Linked DNA regions of Ovis aries: region 1 is linked to region 2. The links are chromatin contacts, called in public Hi-C maps. All regions are on one chromosome and are shown on one strand. The core of a region is the stretch at or near the end of the contact, and the rest is flanking DNA. Distances in the headings are between cores, read along the strand shown. Region 1 holds the start of SEC14L5 (SEC14 like lipid binding 5). Region 2 overlaps PPL (periplakin).

Region 1 (2,758 bases), core at 27-2,526, 47 kb before region 2:
AGATAACAGATGAGCTTCAACAAGGAAAAGGAAGACCTTGTCTTGCTCAGTGTGCAAGGCTCCTAGAAGTTGTGGCAAAAGATGGGATGGCAGAGGGGTCCTGGTTAGAAGCTGGACCCATCGGGTCAGCAGAGTAGCTCGTTAATTCCTTCTGATCTAGGGGTTTGGGGTTTCCTTCTCCTTCCCATCATGGCTGACCTCTTGGGGCCCTCTGACTGTCACACAAGGGGCCCCAGAGTCAGGGGTCACTCACCACCATGACCAGCTCGAATGGATGCTTGTAGACACGGACAGGAGACTGGTACTTCTGCACCATGTTTTCAAAGGACCAGCGGCAGGAGCCGGCCAGGCGGGAGTGGGCGCAGAGCCTGGGTGAGGGCGATGGTGAGGGAGCAGCTCCCTCCAGCTGAAGCAGGAGCCCCGGCCTCAGCTCCCCCTGGCCAGGGGCAGGCCCACTACCCCTCTGGACGCCCCCCCCAACACACACACACATCTCCCCAGCTCTCAAAGCAAGGGGGCCAGTGTGAGCCCCAAGTTACTTCCAGCCAGACCCCCAGCACTTGCCCCGCCCATTACCCAATTCCCCAGACCACACTCGATCCTCAAGAGCAATCAGTATCCCCCAAACTTTCCTCCCTTCTCGCCCCGTCATGCTGGGAGCCAGTAAACTCCCATAAAGCCACCCTGCTGGAAACACCCCCACGATTCATTCGCCCATGCACCCCGCAAGAATCATTGCACTTGCGCTCCCATTTTCCTCCAAGATCCCCTAACATACACACACAGTCTTCACCAGATTTCCCACGCACTGGCTCTGCCACACAAGCACACACATGCACGACTCCCCTCCCACACGAGAGAGCCCTTGCACACGAACTCAACTTTGCACACACACCCAGCTCTGCAAGCACAGTTCCCTAGATGCGCACAGACATTGACACACATGCACACACACAGATGCAAACGCACGCACGCATGCACACCCAAGCCCCCCAAAAGTCCAACTCACCCTCGCCCTCGGAGTCTCCGGGGACGTAGACCCAGGGCTGAGCGAAGCTGAGCCCGCGGGAGTCCTCCGTGGCCTCCTGGCCCAGAGCGCAGCACTTAGGGCGGGGCGCAGCACCGCGATCGCCAGAGAAGTCCGAGCCAGCGATCGCTGATCCCGGGCTGTCGGGTCTTGCACATCCTGCACCCTCCGAGTTGGTCTGGGAGGGGACGGCTGGGCGGGAGCGCTCCAGGACCCAGGACAGCGAAGATCCCAGCCTGGCCTGGCTCCACCCCCGCCCCACCCCCGCCCCACCCCCCGACTCTGCCCCGGCCCCGCCCAGATTTACCTCCGGACAGGCCCCGCCCCAAACTGGCTCCACCCCGTCTTAGCTCCGCCCTTCACTTTACACAGCCTTCTTTAACCGCGCCTCCACCTCGGCCCTGCCTCCATACTGGCCACGCCTCTTGCAGACCCCGCCTCCACCGGGTCCCGCCCCTAAAGCACCCAGCCTCGGGGGTGGCTCAGCCCCAAGGAGACCCCGCCCCAAGGCTCTAACCCCAGTCTCACTCTGCCCCCAGTCTAACCCTTGCCCCTCCCAGCCCGGCTTGCCCCGGCTCAGTTCACGTTTGGCCAGTTCCCTAACGGGCAACCCCCTCCTCCTGGGCTCTGAGCCCAGTCCCTCCACTAGCCACACCCCAGAGCCCTCCTGACCCCGCCGGGGATCTTTCATTCACTTTGCCCGCTTTACAGAGCGCCTGCTGAGTGTCAGGACTTGCCAGGCGCTGGAGAGTTCTCAGTGAACAAAACAGGTAAAAAGTCCTCGCCCTCGTGGAGTTTACCTCTCAGTGAGGGAGTGTGTGCGTGTGCATGCTAAGTCGCTTCAGTCGTGACCAACTCTGCACTCCATGCACTGTAGCCCACCAGGCTCCTCTGTCCATGGGATTCTCCAGGCAAGAAATACTGCGGTAGAGTGCTGTTTTTCCTCATTCAGGGAGTCTTCCTGACCCAGGGATCGAACCCGCCTCTCTTATGTCTCCTGCATTGGCAGGCGGGTTCTTTACTGCTACTGCCACCTGAGAGGGAGAGAGACATTAAATAAATAAGACAAATACAACACTGTGTGTGATGGGGGGAAATGCCAACGTGAAAAAAATAACCAGGGAAGGGATTCAAGGAGCCAGCAGAGTGAGGGTACAATTTAACACACGGTGGACTGGTAGAGTGAAGCCATCATTCATTTTCATTTTGGCTCGCACGCAAACCCTTCTGGCCTTTGCAGGATGCAGGAGACCCAGCATCCTTCCATAGTTCCCCCCTTCCTCTCCCTCTCTGTTTGGCTTGGGGGAGCCAAGAGGCTGGCTCTAGACAGCCTTGTCATCCGTGTATTCATTCATTTGACAGGTACTGAGCACCTACTGTGTGCCAGCACTGTGACTTTATCCATTTGCAAGAGGGAATCGGACAGGCTCACCTGCTCCTGCATGACCCAGAGTCCTAGGCAGGGAGAGGGTGTACTGAGAGACAGCGCTCTATTTAGCAAACGTATCGTTGCCCTTTGTGATAATCAGCCCCTAGCTTCCTTCCTATCTTGCGTCACACTCTGTAATCATCTTATTTACTTATTCATTTTATCTCTTTGTAGCTCTGACCCAGGAGACTGTGAGCTCCACAAGGGCAGAGACCTTATCTATCTTATTCACGTGCCCAACGTCCACGGGATCTTACTGGGGACCTGGCACACTGGTGCCGTGCGTTTTCTTGGTTACGGTT
Region 2 (3,036 bases), core at 158-2,657:
ATATTTCACAGAAACAGAATCACACAGTGTGTGGCCCTGTGTGCTGCTGTGCTTTCCCTGGTGGCTCAGATGGTAAACAATCTGCCCACAATGCAGGAAACCCCAGTTCAATCCCTGGGTCTGGAAGATCCCCTGGAGAAGGGAATGCCAGCCCTGTCTAGTATTCCTGGGGCTGCCCTGGTGGCTCACACAGTAAAGAATCTGGCTGCAATGCGGGAAACCCTGGTTTGACCCCTGGACTGGGAAGATCCCCTGGAGAAGGACATGGCAACCCACTCCAGGAGTCTTTTTGTACCTATCCCAATTTTTAAATGCCAGAAAAGCCGGAGGGGTTGGAGAACACCTGTAACCTCACCACACAGATCCTACCAGTAACCATCTCCGGGATTTGCTTTATTGATTATCTGTCCGTCAGTGTGGGCAAAATTTACAGGATATGTCGGTCCCTATGACTTTTTTTGTGTACTTAAAAAAACTTGTCTGTGGTAAGTGTCCAAATTTTAAGATTTCACGCTTGTGAGTTTTCGCATCAATCGGTACCCATGGAACCTTTACTCAGGTCAAATCAAAGGACGTTTCCCGAAAGGTCCTGGGGGACCTTCACAATCAATGTCACCCCCCACCCCCGAGGTAACCACAGCGCTGACCTGTCCTCATTGATCAGTCTTGCCCGACTGTGGACTCTTGAACTCCCTCGTGGCATCTTTTGGCTGGATATTCTCTCTCATTTTGGCTGGACACGTTTTGCATTCCCACAGAGTCCCTGCACCTGTGGGAATTAGGAGATGATTAATTTACTTCCTCCTTTTGCAAAATTAATCTTTGACATGGTAATTGCCCAGCAGAGCTTCAGATCAACTGGTGATGATGGAACCGATAAAATTCCACCCAAGCCAAGAACCATGATGTTGTAACTTTTTAACCAGCCAGACCTACCTGCAGTGGGGCAATGGTCCAGCGACTTTGGCCTTCTGCCACAGGTGTCTCACCCCCAAAGCCCCTTAGGGAGCTGCCCCCACCCGTCGCTGCCCAGCCCTCCCAGAGTTGGCCCAGGAAAGACCTGGAATGTGGGCTGGATACCCTCTCTTCCTCCAAGAGGAAGCTGAGTCATTTTACACTATACCAGGCACCATACCACCTCCGTTCACTTCTTTTTCCTTTTTCCGTTCCTCCCTTTTGTGCTTTTTCTTTTTTTTAACAGCTTTATTGAGGCGGGTTTTACAGATCAGAAAATGCACCCTCTTCGAGCACACAGTGCAGTGATTTTTTTAGTAACGTCACCGAGGGGTGCAGCCATTTCCACAGGTCAGTTTCCAAACCTGTAATCCCTTTATAAGCTCCCCGAGGTCCATTGACTGTGGATTCCTGCTCCCATCTGGCCTCTTTTATGGATCTGCCGACTTGGGGCAGTCCCAAGGGGCGTGGCCTTCAGTGCCTGGCTCCTCTCACTTGCTGGTTTTGAGCTCATCCCCATCTGTACTCCCATCTTCAGGCGGCTGAGGGACAATTCCCTGGTCTCTTGGCTGCCTCTGCTGAAACATGGGTTTCTCTTACTGCCATTGCAGAGATGGGGACACTGACCCCCAGCTGGGGGTAGCAAACGGGCCTACGAGGTCCCTTATGTGACCCCCCGCCCCACCTGTGCTCAGTCCAGTCTCTGACTCGTACCCCCTCCGCTCCACCACAACAGGCCTGGCTCAGAGCCCATCTCGCTCCATGAAAGTCTACTAAGTGGATTAACAGGCTGTGTTTAACCTGCTGTTCCCTCTGCCAGTTCATCATTCTTCCCTAAATTATCAGAGACCCTGGGCTCATCAACCCTGAATATTCGTGGAAGGGTTGATGCTGAAGCTCTAATCCTTTGGCCATCTGACGAAAAGAGCCAGCTCTTTGGAAAAGACCCTGATGCTGGGAAAGATTGAGGGCAAAAGGAGAAGGGGGTGGCTGAGGATGAGATGGTTAGATAACATCACTGACTCAATGGACACGAGCAGACTCCAGAAGATAGTCAAGGACAGGGAAGCCTGGCATGCTGCAGTCCATGGGATTGCAAAGAGTCAGACATGACTTAGCGGCTGAACAGCAACAACTGGACTCATCATTGACTGAGCAATTGTACCTTCCAGACGTCCACCCACTCTGCTTATTCTCGCCGTTTCGCTGGCAACACCCCAGTACAGGCCACCCTCAGCTCTCTCCTGGGCCTTGTCATAACACCTGACCGTGCCCCTAGCTTGGACCCTCTCCCCTGAGGAGCCCCTGGAGGAGTCACCTTTAAGGATGGGTGGCACCGTGCCCTGTCCCACCCCCAGCTTCTTCCCCTGACCGTCCTTCCAGCCATCATTTCCTGCCACAGGACCTGCACACAGGCCACTCCCTCTGCCTCCAGCTCTCTTCCCCCTCTTCCTTCATTCTTAGCCTGCGTCACTGCCTCAGGGGCCTCCTTGAATCCCAGAGCCCGAGCTCAAGCAGGGCCCCACGTTCCACCCCTGCTGGGCTTCCTTGGTAAACGCCGACCTGTGCAAACTTTGTCATCTTTGTTCCCTGACCAGGGAGCGAACCCATCTCCCCCTGCAGTGGAAATGTGGGGTCCTAACCACTGGACTGCTAGGGGGTTCCTGAGGTTTATTTGTTGACAGGCCTTTCTGGGGGTCTCCCTCCTCCCTTGGTGGCACAGTGGTAAAGAATCTGCCTGCCAGTGCAAGAGATGCAAGAGCTGCAGGTTCTATGCCTGGGTCGGGAAGATCCCCTGGAGGAGGAAGTGGCAACCCACTCCAGTGTTCTGGCCTGGAAAATCTCACGGACAGAGGAGCCTGGCGGGCTGCAGTCCACGGGGCTGCAGAGAGTCGGACACGACTGAGCGCGCACACACGCTGCCCTCCTTCCTGGGCTGGATGGGCCATGCCTCCCTGTGCACAGCCGTGTCCCGAGCCTGCTCCCTCAGAGCAGGGGCTGGGCAGGGCCAGGGGAGCCCCCCAATCCTGGCTGTGCCCCCTGAGTCCCTGCCCTCTGTCTTCCCCACCCCTTTCTCGTGCC

Evidence for each region. A called contact is a pair of places that touch in the nucleus more often than the background predicts.
Region 1: a Hi-C map of liver shows a contact between it and region 2, with 5 times the contacts expected there. The contact joins the promoter of SEC14L5 here to the enhancer-like site in region 2. A contact is called at or near these places in 2 of 16 Hi-C or Micro-C datasets (liver and mixed tissues).

Annotation. Positions count from the first base shown.
Region 1 is chr24:4,585,125-4,587,882 of ARS-UI_Ramb_v3.0, reverse strand. It overlaps SEC14L5 (SEC14 like lipid binding 5), which reads right to left and starts at 1,276. Exons shown (of 16, transcript XM_042239950.2): 1 at 1,010-1,276; 2 at 254-368. The coding sequence starts at 316.
Region 2 is chr24:4,537,527-4,540,562 of ARS-UI_Ramb_v3.0, reverse strand. All of the region lies in intron 2 of PPL (periplakin), which reads left to right. Among named protein-coding and RNA genes, the nearest start is that of PPL, 27 kb to the left of the region's middle. Within about 2 kb of position 1,407, at least 5 of the 54 cell types and tissues checked have an H3K27ac peak or open chromatin away from gene starts, as enhancers often do. A contact at or near this core is called in liver, where this site is marked.